4 separate regions of the Mus musculus genome follow, and all the other regions are linked to region 1. A link is a contact called in public HiCAR-type and promoter capture Hi-C data. All regions are on one chromosome and are shown on one strand. The core of a region is the stretch at or near the end of the contact, and the rest is flanking DNA. Distances in the headings are between cores, read along the strand shown. Region 1 holds the start of Mthfd2l (methylenetetrahydrofolate dehydrogenase (NADP+ dependent) 2-like). Region 2 holds the start of Grsf1 (G-rich RNA sequence binding factor 1). Region 3 holds the start of Mob1b (MOB kinase activator 1B). Region 4 holds the start of Dck (deoxycytidine kinase).

Region 1 (2,913 bases), core at 142-2,641:
TCTCTGCTTTTTGGGACATTTTCCTCCCTTATGATGCATTTTTTATTAACTGGGGCAATCTGCCTATTCCTTTTAATAAACCCTTTCTTTTCTCACACCTCATGTAGCTTCGGAGAGCTACGGCCTACCGCCTATTACCCAGCTCCTCACTGCTGAACCTAAGTGAACCAGCGCTCGGGTTTAACGCTGTCTCAGCTTAGCCCATACCTTCTCCGGTATGAATTTCCCTTATCCTTTATTTTATGGAGCTCCGAACCAGCAGCGTCTCTTCCAAAAATCCTTTGCCGTTTCTCAGTCCCGAGTTGGTTCACCAATTGTTGTGTCCGGCCAGCAGACCACAACCTGGGTTCTAGCCTGAAAAGGCATTTTGGAAACCTGGAAGAGAAGAGGGGCTAGGTGGCGAGAGAAAAGAATGTAGCCAAGACAGTTACTCTGATCAAGGCTCAAATTTTATTGTTGCGACACTAGTTATGAAGGAAGGGGGAGGGGACCCGATTCCCGCCGAATAATCTCGGGTCCAGTAGAAAGGTGCACGTGTGTGGCTCCTCAGGTTCCAGCAGTGGGCGTGGCAGAACGAATGAGCAGGAAGCTCCACCCCTGAGCAAGCAGGTTTCAGGCTGGGGGAGGGGAGACTACACTTGTATATTTGGGGTACAAGTTCACAACAAGTATTTTACAAACACCCACCCCTCAACGAAACTTTTTCCTTGCCTTTTCATTCTCTTAACAGGTTTATTTTTCCCCCACAGCAGAAATTTAAATTTTTTTTATACACTATGATAAAGTGTTACATAAAAAGTCTCGATGCCAAGATTTTCTTCTATGTTTTCTTTCTGTGATTAAATGCCTTCTACCAGACAGACATTGCACCACTGTTCTTGATGGTTTTTTCACAGAACAAGCTCTCTAACATCTGGGACTTTCCATAACTAGTTTCCTCAGTCAGACAGTAGTCTAAACAGCTCTTGCCCCTCGCATCACTGCCACAGCTTGACCTTGGGAGGAATATTTCCTGTTAGCTTTGCAGATGATTTTTGCTTTCTCATTGCAAACTCCCTCTGCTTTAAGGTTCCACAAACTCTAGGATCTTCTGGAAGTGTCAAGGATGCTGAAGACTGATAGAAATCCCAAGGACATCTTTGTTTCTTCCTCTCCTTGAGTTTCTTTTTCAATGCATCTTAAGGTCGCACAGGGAGTGAAAAGCAAAGACCTGCAACAACTTTACTGCTCCAAGCTGCCCTCCCTGTAACCATGGAAACGAGACCAGGGACTAGAGCTGGGCCTGGGGCACAAGGGGGCCTTGCTGCCTGCAAGAACGGCCGAGGACTTCCCTGTGCTCCCGTGGCGACAGCGTGCACGGGTTGGAGCCAAGTCGCCCGCCACCCCGCGGCCACCAGCGGTGCCGCCTCTGCCTTCTCGGGGCTCGGCCCCGCCCCGCGCCCCGGAACCCTGCTGAGGGCCCCGGGCGTGTCGCTGAGCTGACCGCGGGACCCCCGGAGGCGGACGGCGAGGCATGGCGACGCGGGCCCGCGGCTTCTCGCTGCTCCGGGGCCGTCTGGGCCGAGGGCCTGTGCGAGCCCCGGGCGTCGCCGAGCGCGCGTGGCGCGGCTTCGGGAGCAGCGGCCGGAGGTAGGAGCTGCGGGCAGGGGCCGCGCGCTGGGCGGCGGCGGGGCCTGCGGAGGCCCGGGGTGGCCGCGGTGCGAGGCGCTCAGGCAATGGGCCGCGGCTTTGTTCAGACTGTTCTTGTGCGAGGAGGAGTAGGCGCTGTGCAGACCTGTAGTCCAGCGTTTCTGTTTCTTTAGTCCTTTGTCACCGGCTTGCTGTAATCTTTCCCACCTCGGAATGTCTTACAGTTTCCTTAAACTGCATGCAGTCCAGGCTGGCCTCTCCGCTTGTAGGGCGCTTGGCAGCCTTCGGATTTGGTTGCTGCCCGGGACAATGAAAAGACACCGTGGTGCCCAGGAACAGGCCACGCTGCCGCAGCGTCCCTTGTCTGCTGGGGAATCCAACCTATGGAACAACAGCAATGCATAGTGTCTTGCCCAGGGCCTTCGAGTTCAGAAAAACTCATTTGTAAACTTCCAGTGCTTCTTAGGTGGCTGGAGACTCTCGCTTGACGGTTTATAGTCACTTTGTGTCCTCAAGGAAAAGTACAGTGAGGCTGTGCCCATAGGTGCTGTGTGATTTAAATTAACTCCCCATCATACGTATTTGGATCTTAGTTTTGAGTCACTGAAATTTAAAGTTCTTTCTGTAGTCTTAACTTCGGAGATGGTTTGTAGTGACTAGGTCTATAGAAGAGGATGTGTGGTAAATGATACAGCTTCGGAATTCTATTGCTGTACACTGTTGGCCTGTAGTAGCAGCGTTGGGATTTGCTGTTTAGCCAGAGTGCTCTCCTCCCTTGGAAGAACAGATTTGTAAGGGTTCTGTTTGCAATCCAGACTTGAAGGGGTTGTCTACCAAGAGTATCCTATTTAAATCATTATCCTTGGAATTTCAAGTTTTTAGTGCTTCCCTCTAGAATAATGGTAATTTTTTTGTTAGTGTATAAGTTGATTAATGTCCCTTCATCAGTTCGATGTCTCCATCTCCCCATTTGCTCCTTGCCTAATTCCTACTGAAACAACAGTTACAACCTCAGTATTTGGTTGTAGCCACATGCTCCACACCCACAAACACATAGATATCCATCCATTCATAGAAACTTCCCATCTTGCAATTTGTAGTTTGGTCTGGTGGCAGGCCTTGGGTTTGAACTCTGATACCTTAGAATTAAAGGTGCAGTCTGTTTTGGAAGACTATTTCTTTCAAACTGTGATGATAAAAGACATTACTTTGTGCCTGCCTGCTTCCCATTCTGTTTGATGCAGATTACAATTATGTAAGAAAAGAAATGCCATTTTGTAGCGT
Region 2 (2,913 bases), core at 117-2,616, 2.3 Mb before region 1:
GGATTCAAATCAATTAGCTCAGCTACTGGCAGACATCAGCCATGCAGATGAACCACCCAGATATCACTAATTCAAGCAGACGCAAAACTAAATTAAGATAAACATGGCCAGTGGCGTTACCAGGTTAGGTAGACACTTCCCAGATGCCACATAAACCGCAAAAGAGAAATGTCCCACATATACAGAGGACCAAATATTTGCAATATGAATTCTTACAATGTCTTTCTGAAAAGACGGGAAACAAGGGAAAAGATCGTGGAGTGACAACCGAAGCCCCCAAGTCCTCACCCACGGACGCCCCCGCCCCACACACACACGTTCTCTCCCAGTTTCCCACGGTCTCCCCACAGCTCTCCGCGTCCGCAGAGCCCCGCTGCACCAAAGGTCCTTCTGTCAAGGCGAGTGGACTTGCAGAGGTGACCTTCAGTCAGGTGGACCGCCCGCCTCTCCCCGCGGACAAGGGAGAGGGACGCGCGGGGGCTGTCCCAGGCTAGCCCACGCTCCCGTGCGCGCGGGGCTGCGCGTCGGTGGCCGGCCGAGGAGGCCCGAGCCGCCCGGCCTACCGCTCCCACCGCACGCACGGCCGGCCCCGACCCTCCGCGGGCTCTGGCCGCTCAGCTTCACCTCCAGCGGGCATAAGGCTAGGGGGGAGTCGGGGTGGGGGGCGTCGGCGGCGCCCCCAAAACCTACCATGGGCCCGGCGGGAAACAAGGCCTCTACATTCACCCCAGCCACACTTACACTGCCCAACCGCCCAGACTCGGAGGGAACAAAACAAGAAGAGCCGGGGCCGTGAGAGCGTCCCTTGTTCCCGTGCCCAATAGGAGGACGGAGCGGGAGGGAGGCGGGGGTGCGGTGCGTGCCGCGGATCCCCGGGCGCGCACGCGGGGCGCTCGCGGACAGACCGACGCGGGCGCGCGGCCGCCGAGGGTCCCGCGCGCGGCGCCACGTACCTGACTGTAACCCCGCGCCGGGCCCGCGGCGGCTGCCAGCGATCGCGGAAACAGCGGGGCGCGCAGGGCCGAGTAGGACGCGGCGGCGGCCGCGGCGGCGGAGGGACGGGCAGGGATGGGACCCGCCAGCCTCCCGGCGGCCGCAGGCCCGAGCTGCAGGCCCCGCGTCTGCGAAGCGGCGGCCGCGGCGGCCCCGAGGAGTAGCAGCAGGCGGCGGCGGCCAGAGACGCCCGACGGGAAGGTGCCGGCGGCGGAGTAGAAAGGCAGGCAGGCGGCGCCGGTCCGCCGGCAGCTGCTGCAGTTGCAGCCGCAGCCCCGGAGCAACGCGCCTAGCACCCAGCGCGTCCCGGCCATCGGCTCCGGAGGCGGCGCGGGGCCTGGAGGTGGCCGCTGTGGCGCGAGCGGAGGGGAAGTGGAATCCAGGGCGGGGGAGGGGGCACCGGGCACATGCGCCGCGCGCACCCGGGGCTGAGACGAGGCTCGGAGGCGGAGGTGAGCGAGCGGCCCCGCCCAGGCTCCGCCCTCGGGGCGGGGCTTTCCCGCCGGTAAGGGTGTGGGTGGGGTGACCTGAGCGCCTCCAGAGTGGAAGTTGTCCCAGGCTCTCCTGCTCAGGTTAGAGCTGAGGTCTGCGGGTCACCGAGGCCCGGCGAAGTTTCCGGAAGGAATGGGTTACCTAGCTCTAAAACGTTTTGGGACGACGCTGAGGGGGCGTTGATACCCCAACCTCAAAATTCGTGCAGAAGGCCAACTTTGTTTTGAACGGAAGCACTGATTTTATAGTATATGTGAGATATGTATATAATATTTATCATATATTATATAAAATAAAGCCTTCCTTAGACAATATAGTCACAAGTGAAGGTGTAGAGATTTGCAAATAAATACATGAGTGGTTGTGCAGTTTTCTCCTATGTGGCAAGGACCTGTCAAAGGTAAAAAAATAAAAATAAAAAACTAAAGACAAATGGGAGTTCTTAGAGTAAAAATATGAAGGAGAGGCTGATTGGTTGTGGCGGGGGTGGGGTTAGGAGGCATCTCTGTGACTGGGTAGTGTAGTTCCGTGGCAGGGTAATCGCTTAGATCACCCCAACCTCCTCGTGGGGGTGAGGAGACCAATATAGGGCTCTCTATCGTGGAAAATCTTAACATATTTCAAAGTTTTTGAAATTCAATTCTTGTTCAACTTCCAGAAGTAAAGAAACCGCCTACATTTTCCACTGTTTCACCTTTATCCCAGTGCCAGCTCTAAAACTTTTTTTTTTAAGTTAACTATGTAATGGCAGTCATCCTATGGTATTCATCTTAAAACAATACGGACTTTTTTATTATTAGTTTAATGTATTAATATATGGGTGTGGCCACGGAGACCAGACAAGGGCATCGGATCCCCTGGCCCTGGAGTTAGAGACAGCAGTGAGCCATCATGCAGGTGGTGGGAGTTGAACCTGGGTCCTCTGAAAGAGCAGCCAGCACTCTAGACCCATAAGCCATCTCTCCAGCCCCAGTACAGACTTTTGAAAGGTTACGTTCTGATAAGTTACCTTTGAGACATTTAAGATGGTTGGGCTTAAACTTTGGCTTGTTTACTCTGGACTCCTTTTAGATTTAAGAAAACCAGGTATTTCACAAATGAAAACATATTTCTGTCCAAGAAGGAAAGAATAGAAAACCTGACCGGCTTGTTCCTTTTATACCCGAGATGTGTAGAAGAGGTTCTTCCTCTTTTCTTCGGTGAGACACAAACCCTAAAGCAGTGGCTGGCAACCTTCCGAATGCTACATCTTTACAACAGCTCATCTTGTGGTGCGCCCCCCCCCCAACCATAAAAGTATTTTCATTGCTACTTCATAATTGCAATTTTGCTGCTGTTGTGAATTGTAAATATCTGTCTTTTTTCCATGGTCTTAGTTGGCACCTGAGGAGCAGATCTCAACCCACAGGTTGAGAACCTCTGCCCTAG
Region 3 (2,913 bases), core at 137-2,636, 2.2 Mb before region 1:
TATAAGGCTTTTACATCACCAACTTACTGTTTTTTTATCATAGTAAATCCTTTTGCTGTCTGTTTTATTTTTTTTATTTTTGATTTTTTTAGACAGCAGCTCACTATGTTATTTCTGGTTGGCTTGGAATTCCATATGTAAATCAGGCTGGCCTTAGACTCACACAGATCTGCCTACCTCTGCCTTCCCAGTTCTGGGCTTAAAGGCTTTTGAAGCTGTCTTTTCACGTTATTATTTGCTGTTCCTGAGATAATAGAAGGTTCGGGTTTCTTGCATTTAGGTTTTTAAAACCATTTAGCCAACGCGGCTGACTACTGGTGTAGAAATGAAATCGGATAAATTGAATATTTGCATCACTTTCAGGAATCCTCTGTCTTTTGGAACGCTAAGCTCAAGTTGGGCTACTATCTGCACACTGTTCCACTTAAATTCCTCGATTCAGCATCAGGTGCGAGTAAAGAATACCACTGTCTCCTATGGTAAAAACAAACAAACAAACAAACAAACACACAAACAAACAACTTCCTGTGCTGTCTTGGCTTACTCCAAACTTGTGATCCTTTTGCCTCCATCTCTGAGGTATAGCGATTCAGGCAAGCACCACCACGCACTATCTATTTATTTAATTTGTGTGGAAATGAGAGGACAACTTGTGGGAACTGGTTCTCTTTACCGCGTGGGTTCCAGGCGATCAGGCTTGGTGGCAAGTTCCTTTACTGGCTGAATCATCTCAGGAGCCATCAAACAGTCTTTAAACATAAAGCTTTGCCCTCAGCCTCTTAAGCAGGTGAGAACTAAAGTTCCTTCGAGCGCCTGGCTGAATAATTCCCAGCGTTTTGGGCATCAGTTCTTCGAAGGGACTCCACAACTAGTTAATCCGTATGGCCATGGATAACCAGCGTCCCTGCCTCAGGGAATCTGGTCCTCAGCTCTCCTGGGCTCCCTCCGTTTCCCTAGACAGCTAGCTTGTTCAAATAAAGATCTTACCTCCTAAAACATTTATTTCCCTTTCCCAAAATTCCATCTCCCCCCAAGTCGTTACAAGCAGAAAAACTTTTTTTTTTTTTTTTTAAGTGCGGGCGGCGTAGAGGGACTGGGGATGTGGCTCTCAGTTCGTGGGGTGCTTGCCTAAATCAGAGCACAGAAAGCGAGTCCAAGGCCTTCCGCTGTCCTCTCTGATGGCGACTCCCTCCCTATCCATGAGACCCAGGCGTCCTGGAACGGAGGTCCACTTCCCCGCTGGGCTCCGAACCCCCCAGGTCACGTGCTCGGGCAAGCTCTCAGCTGGACTGTGCGGGAGGCAGAGGTGACCCGAAGGTAATCCTAATGTGGGCGGGGCGCCAGAGCTCGCTCTCGCGAGACTTCGGCGCGGGAGCGCGGGGCTGCGAGGAGGACGCGGCGGGCGGTGCTTCCTCGGCCGCTCTGCTTCCAGTCCGGTGAGCCTGCCGAGTCCTGGCCTTCCACTTCCGCCCCTCAGCCGGCCGCGGCAAGTAGCGAAGCCGGAGAAGTCGCGGCCGCTCCGCCGCCGGCGCGCGTCCTTCCCCCTCCGCCACCTTTTCTCTGATTCAAGCCCGCCGCCCCAGGCTTCGCTCAGCCGAGCCCGCAGCCCACGCCGCGGCCGACATGAGCTTCTTGTTGTAAGTAGTCCAGTAGCGCCGGCTTTGTTCCGCCGCCCCCTGGGCCCCGGGCTCCAGAGGCCCCGACCTCGGGGTGCTGGCCGGCCCTGCCTCCTCGTCCTCCGGGTGCTCTCGGGGCCCTGCCTCCTCGTCCTCCTGGTGCTGCCCGGCCCTTGCCTCCCCATCTTCCTGGTGCTGTCGGGGAGCCTTGCCTCTCCATCCTCCTGGTGTTGCCGGTCCCTGCCTTCTAGTCTTCCGTACTGCCTGGCTCTGCCTCCCCGTCCTCCTGGTGCTGCCCGGCTCTGCCTCCCCGTCCTCCTGGTGCTGCCCGGCTCTGCCTCCCCGTCCTCCTAGTGCTGCCCGGCTCTGCCTCCCCGTCCTCCTGGTGCTGCCCGACCCAGCCTCCCCGTCCTCCTGGTGCTGCCCGGCTCTGCCTCCCCGTCCTCCTGGTGCTGCCCGGCTCTGCCTCTCCGTCCTCCTGGTGCTGCCCGGCCCTGCTTCCCCGTCCTCCTGCTATTGCCGAGCCCCGCCTCTCCGTCCTCCGAGTGCTGCCCGGCCCTGCTTCCCTGTCCTCCGTGTGCTGCCCGGCCCTGCCTCCCGGTCCTCTTGGTGCTGCCCAGCCCTTCCTCCCCGTCCTCCTGCTATTGCCGGGCCCTGCTTCTGCGTCCTCCGGGTGCTGCCCGGCCCTGTTTCCCCGTCCTCCGTGTGCTGCCCGGCTCTGCCTCCCGGTCCTCCTGGTGCTGCCCGGTCCTTCCTCCCCGTCCTCCGGGTGCTGTCTGGGAGCCCTGCCTCCCTGTCCTCCTTGTGTTGCCCGTCCCTGCCTTCTAGTCCTCGGTGCTGCCCGGCTCTGCTTCCCTGTCTTGGAGCTGCCCTTCCCCGTCTCCCCTTCCTCCTGGTGCTTGCTCTCAGGGCCGTGCCTCCTTGTCCTCCTGGTGCTGTCGGACCCTGCCTTTCCATCCTCCTGGTGCTGTCAGAGGGCGGGGGTGGGGGGAACACTGCTCCCTACCCTCATGTTCTGTTGGGGTGCCCTGCCTCCCTGTCCACTTGGTGCTGTCGGGGTGGGGTTGGGGGTGCTGGCTGCTTCTCAGGTCCCAGTGTGCTACCTGGGTCATGGACCCCAGTGTCTATTTCTGCATTTCTCTACCTGGCTCCATCTTCGCTTGCCTGCCTGCTTGTCTCCACCTCTGTCTCTTGTCCTTTTGTCTCTTTCTCTTGATAGAGATATGTGTGTTTGCAAGCTCACCTCCCACTCGTGTGTGCATGTGTGTACTTCCATGCTTACCTCCCACCCCACTCT
Region 4 (2,913 bases), core at 192-2,691, 2.2 Mb before region 1:
TGTATTCCCAGTGAGAGTATGTTAGGGAAAACTAATTTTTTCATTTACAAGCAGTTTTCAATTGGAATAACTTCTGGGCTAGGGTCAGAGCCATGTGTCCACTTTTTCAGCTCTAGGACCCCAACTGGCTTAGCTTTATGCAGGGAACATGCATGCTGCCTCACTGTGAATTCATGTGTGTGTTGGTCATGGTGGGTTTAGAAGGCCTTGTGTCCTTGGTGTCCTCCATTGCCTCTGACTCCTAGACTTTCCCCATCGTTTTCCATAAGGTTCCCAGAGCCCTGAGGAGAGGGCTTTGGTGGAGACATCCCATTTAAAGCAGAGTATGCCAAGGTCTCCCTCTCTGCACTTTATGCCTTTGTGGGTTTGGTTCTGCAGAAAGAAGCATCTCTGATGCTGGCTACAAGAGATACTGACCTATAGGATATCACTAGGTATCATTTTATTGTTCAGTTATTGTAGCAGAACAGTATTTGGATTGCCACCTGAGCAGTGTCAGATATGTGTTACATCTCATGGAGTGGGCCTTAAATCCAGCCAGTCCAACAACTCACTTTAATACCTGCTCCTTTTTTTGTAGAAGTCGTCATTTCTCCGCTGCTAGGTCCATTTTTAGGACATATTTTAGGTCAAATGATAGTTACACGCTAAAAAAAAAATAAGTTCCTTTGTTTTTGTAGATAATTTGAATCTGACTTCCAGATGGGTAATCTTTTTACCAGGTCTATACCCTGATTAAATAGCACCTCTCTCTAGCTCAACCTAGCAGAATGCTGTGTGTGTGTGTGTGTGTGCAGAGTACATCTCTATGTATAAACATGTGTATATGACTTTAAACATTAATTACATGTTAGGCCATGGACATGCAATGTTAAGTCATAGCCATGCTGCTGAGAAACATACCTAGTGTTAGGTAACTTTATAAACAGCACGGTGTAGCATGCAAATTAAAGTGGAGACCTTGGGTGTTATGATGCCAGTTTCCAGTCTCACTTCTGGTCCCAGACTTTAAACCAGTAGCCACTCCCTCCCTTCCTTTCATTCTAGGCACTATCCTGTATGGTGGATGGTACTAGATCGCTGGTTAACGAAATAACTCTTAAGACAGTGACGGACAGCTACACGTTTTCTGTGAGAGACACCTACTGAGGCTCTTAGTTTGAAATTACTAGTTCTTACTTTTCTTCCCGGAAAAGTTCAAACCACGAAGCCTGACAGGATCCCAAAGGGCTGGTCCAGAAAAGCCTGACCCTACTCTTCCCTAGGCGCTTCGCTCAAGCTCCGCCCCTGCCCTCGAATGAGCTCATTGCGCAAGGCCCGCCCCCCGCCCTCCCACTGCTCATCCCGCAGGCCCCGCCCCCTCCGGCTCACAGCTCGTCGCGCACGGTCAGTCGCCCGGCTCTCTCAGGGTTCTCCTCACAAGCCCCGCCCCCTACCCTGCGCTCCTGGGACGCCCGGCCCGCCCGGAGGAACCACAGACATGCAGATCCCGCGAGGGCGAGGCGTATAGGGTGGGAGTCGGGGCCGTCAGGGCGGGTTCTCCACGGTCTGCCCAATCGCCTGCGCCTCCGCGCGCCAAAGTCAAAGTGCGGGTCCCGCCGGCGCGAGATTGACGCTGCAACCCGGAGCCGCCCGTGCCGCCGTGTCCCTGCAGGTTCCGCACCCGAGCCGTCTGGAGCTAGGCATGGCCACCCCACCTAAGAGGTTCTGCCCTTCTCCCTCGACCAGCTCCGAGGGGACCCGCATCAAGAAGATCTCCATCGAGGGGAACATCGGTAAGGTGTCCCCGGTGCGGTGCTGTGCTGGTGCCCCAGGATCCTTCCCTGCTGCCCTGCTCGCGCCGGCGCGGTGGCTCGTCTGGCCCGGCGCCAGCGGGGGCTTTGTGAGGCGCGCTCTGGACCAGTGTGCACCCTTTGTTGGGAACTGTTTTTTCTTGAGATGTAACTTAGGTATGCGAACCCCTTTTTAGGTGTGCTCTTCAGGTAGGCTTCACTGACTTGCGGTTTTACCGCAAAATTGAGACCGTTTTCATCATTTACATCCCCAGTTCCCTTTGCGCTTCTTTGTAGTCAGCTCTTTCTCCCTTCCCATCCCCTTACAAGCCCTGACCTGCTTCTGTTTTAATCCCTGCCAGTTTTGTTTTCCCATGATGTCCTAAACAAAACCAGAGTGTCTTGTTTTCTGTGTCTTGCTTAGTATACTAGAGTGCCTTTAAAACTCACCCATGCTGTTTATTTCTGCAGAACTTTATTTCTTGTTCTGTTTTTTTTTTTTTTTTTGAGACGGTCTCACTTTTGAGACCTGCCTGTCTTGGAACTCACAATGTTGGCCTTGAACTCTCTAGCGATTCGCCTGCCTCTGCCTCCTGTGTGCTGGAATTAAAAGAATACACCACCACGCCTGGCCCAGTGTAATACTTTAAAAAAAAAAAAAAAAAGAAAGTAATATTACAATGAGTGGTATATAGCACATCTTTGTTGTCACCATTTGGGTTGGCGTTTGTAGCAATCCCTAACACTACGCTACACATATGAGGAAAGCAGGTAATGAGTTTGATAGTGTGCAATGTTTTATTCCCTTTCCCACGTACAGGTAAGCACTGAGTTTTGGCTTAAAGACTCTTAGAGTTTCTGCCCTTAACCTTACTGGGGGAGCTACACTGTGCATGTCATTTTGCAAGGTGAGCTTGAATTGCCCATTCTTTTACATTTCCTACCACTGGGAACCAACCGACGCTTCCTGTTTTGGCACAGCTGTTAGGTTTGTGCCTGCAGGTTGAGTACTGACTATTCATGTATGCAGCGGATGTTTTCAGTTTTGCCACCTTCAAAGCACCATCTCTTTGAGAAAGAAGGTCAGCAGATGTAAGCTTCAAGAGAGCCGAGCTGAGACACAAAGAGGGCAAGTTTTCCT

What was found. Promoter capture Hi-C pulls out the DNA fragments that hold promoters and counts their contacts. HiCAR-type assays count read pairs that join an accessible place to other places.
Region 2: a contact with region 1 is called in a HiCAR-type map of astrocytes, with 5 times the contacts expected there. The contact joins the promoter of Grsf1 here to the promoter of Mthfd2l in region 1. A contact is called at or near these places in 1 of 39 promoter capture datasets (hippocampal neurons) and 1 of 115 datasets of contacts at active chromatin or transcription factors (astrocytes).
Region 3: a promoter capture Hi-C map of pre-B cells shows a contact between it and region 1, with 5 times the contacts expected there. The contact joins the promoter of Mob1b here to the promoter of Mthfd2l in region 1. A contact is called at or near these places in 3 of 39 promoter capture datasets (embryonic stem cells, hippocampal neurons and pre-B cells) and 1 of 115 datasets of contacts at active chromatin or transcription factors (embryonic forebrain).
Region 4: a contact with region 1 is called in a HiCAR-type map of astrocytes, with 2.4 times the contacts expected there. The contact joins the promoter of Dck here to the promoter of Mthfd2l in region 1. A contact is called at or near these places in 3 of 39 promoter capture datasets (the 3T3-L1 cell line, hippocampal neurons and pre-B cells) and 1 of 115 datasets of contacts at active chromatin or transcription factors (astrocytes).

What each region holds. Positions count from the first base shown.
Region 1 is chr5:90,929,805-90,932,717 of GRCm38.p6, forward strand. It overlaps Mthfd2l (methylenetetrahydrofolate dehydrogenase (NADP+ dependent) 2-like), which reads left to right and starts at 1,392. Exons shown (of 8, transcript NM_026788.1): 1 at 1,392-1,629. The coding sequence starts at 1,514.
Region 2 is chr5:88,674,805-88,677,717 of GRCm38.p6, forward strand. It overlaps Grsf1 (G-rich RNA sequence binding factor 1), which reads right to left and starts at 1,367. Exons shown (of 10, transcript NM_178700.5): 1 at 954-1,367. The coding sequence starts at 1,307.
Region 3 is chr5:88,719,485-88,722,397 of GRCm38.p6, forward strand. It overlaps Mob1b (MOB kinase activator 1B), which reads left to right and starts at 1,387. Exons shown (of 6, transcript NM_026735.2): 1 at 1,387-1,637. The coding sequence starts at 1,624.
Region 4 is chr5:88,763,572-88,766,484 of GRCm38.p6, forward strand. Dck (deoxycytidine kinase) reads left to right here and starts at 1,442. Exons shown (of 7, transcript NM_007832.4): 1 at 1,442-1,775. The coding sequence starts at 1,685.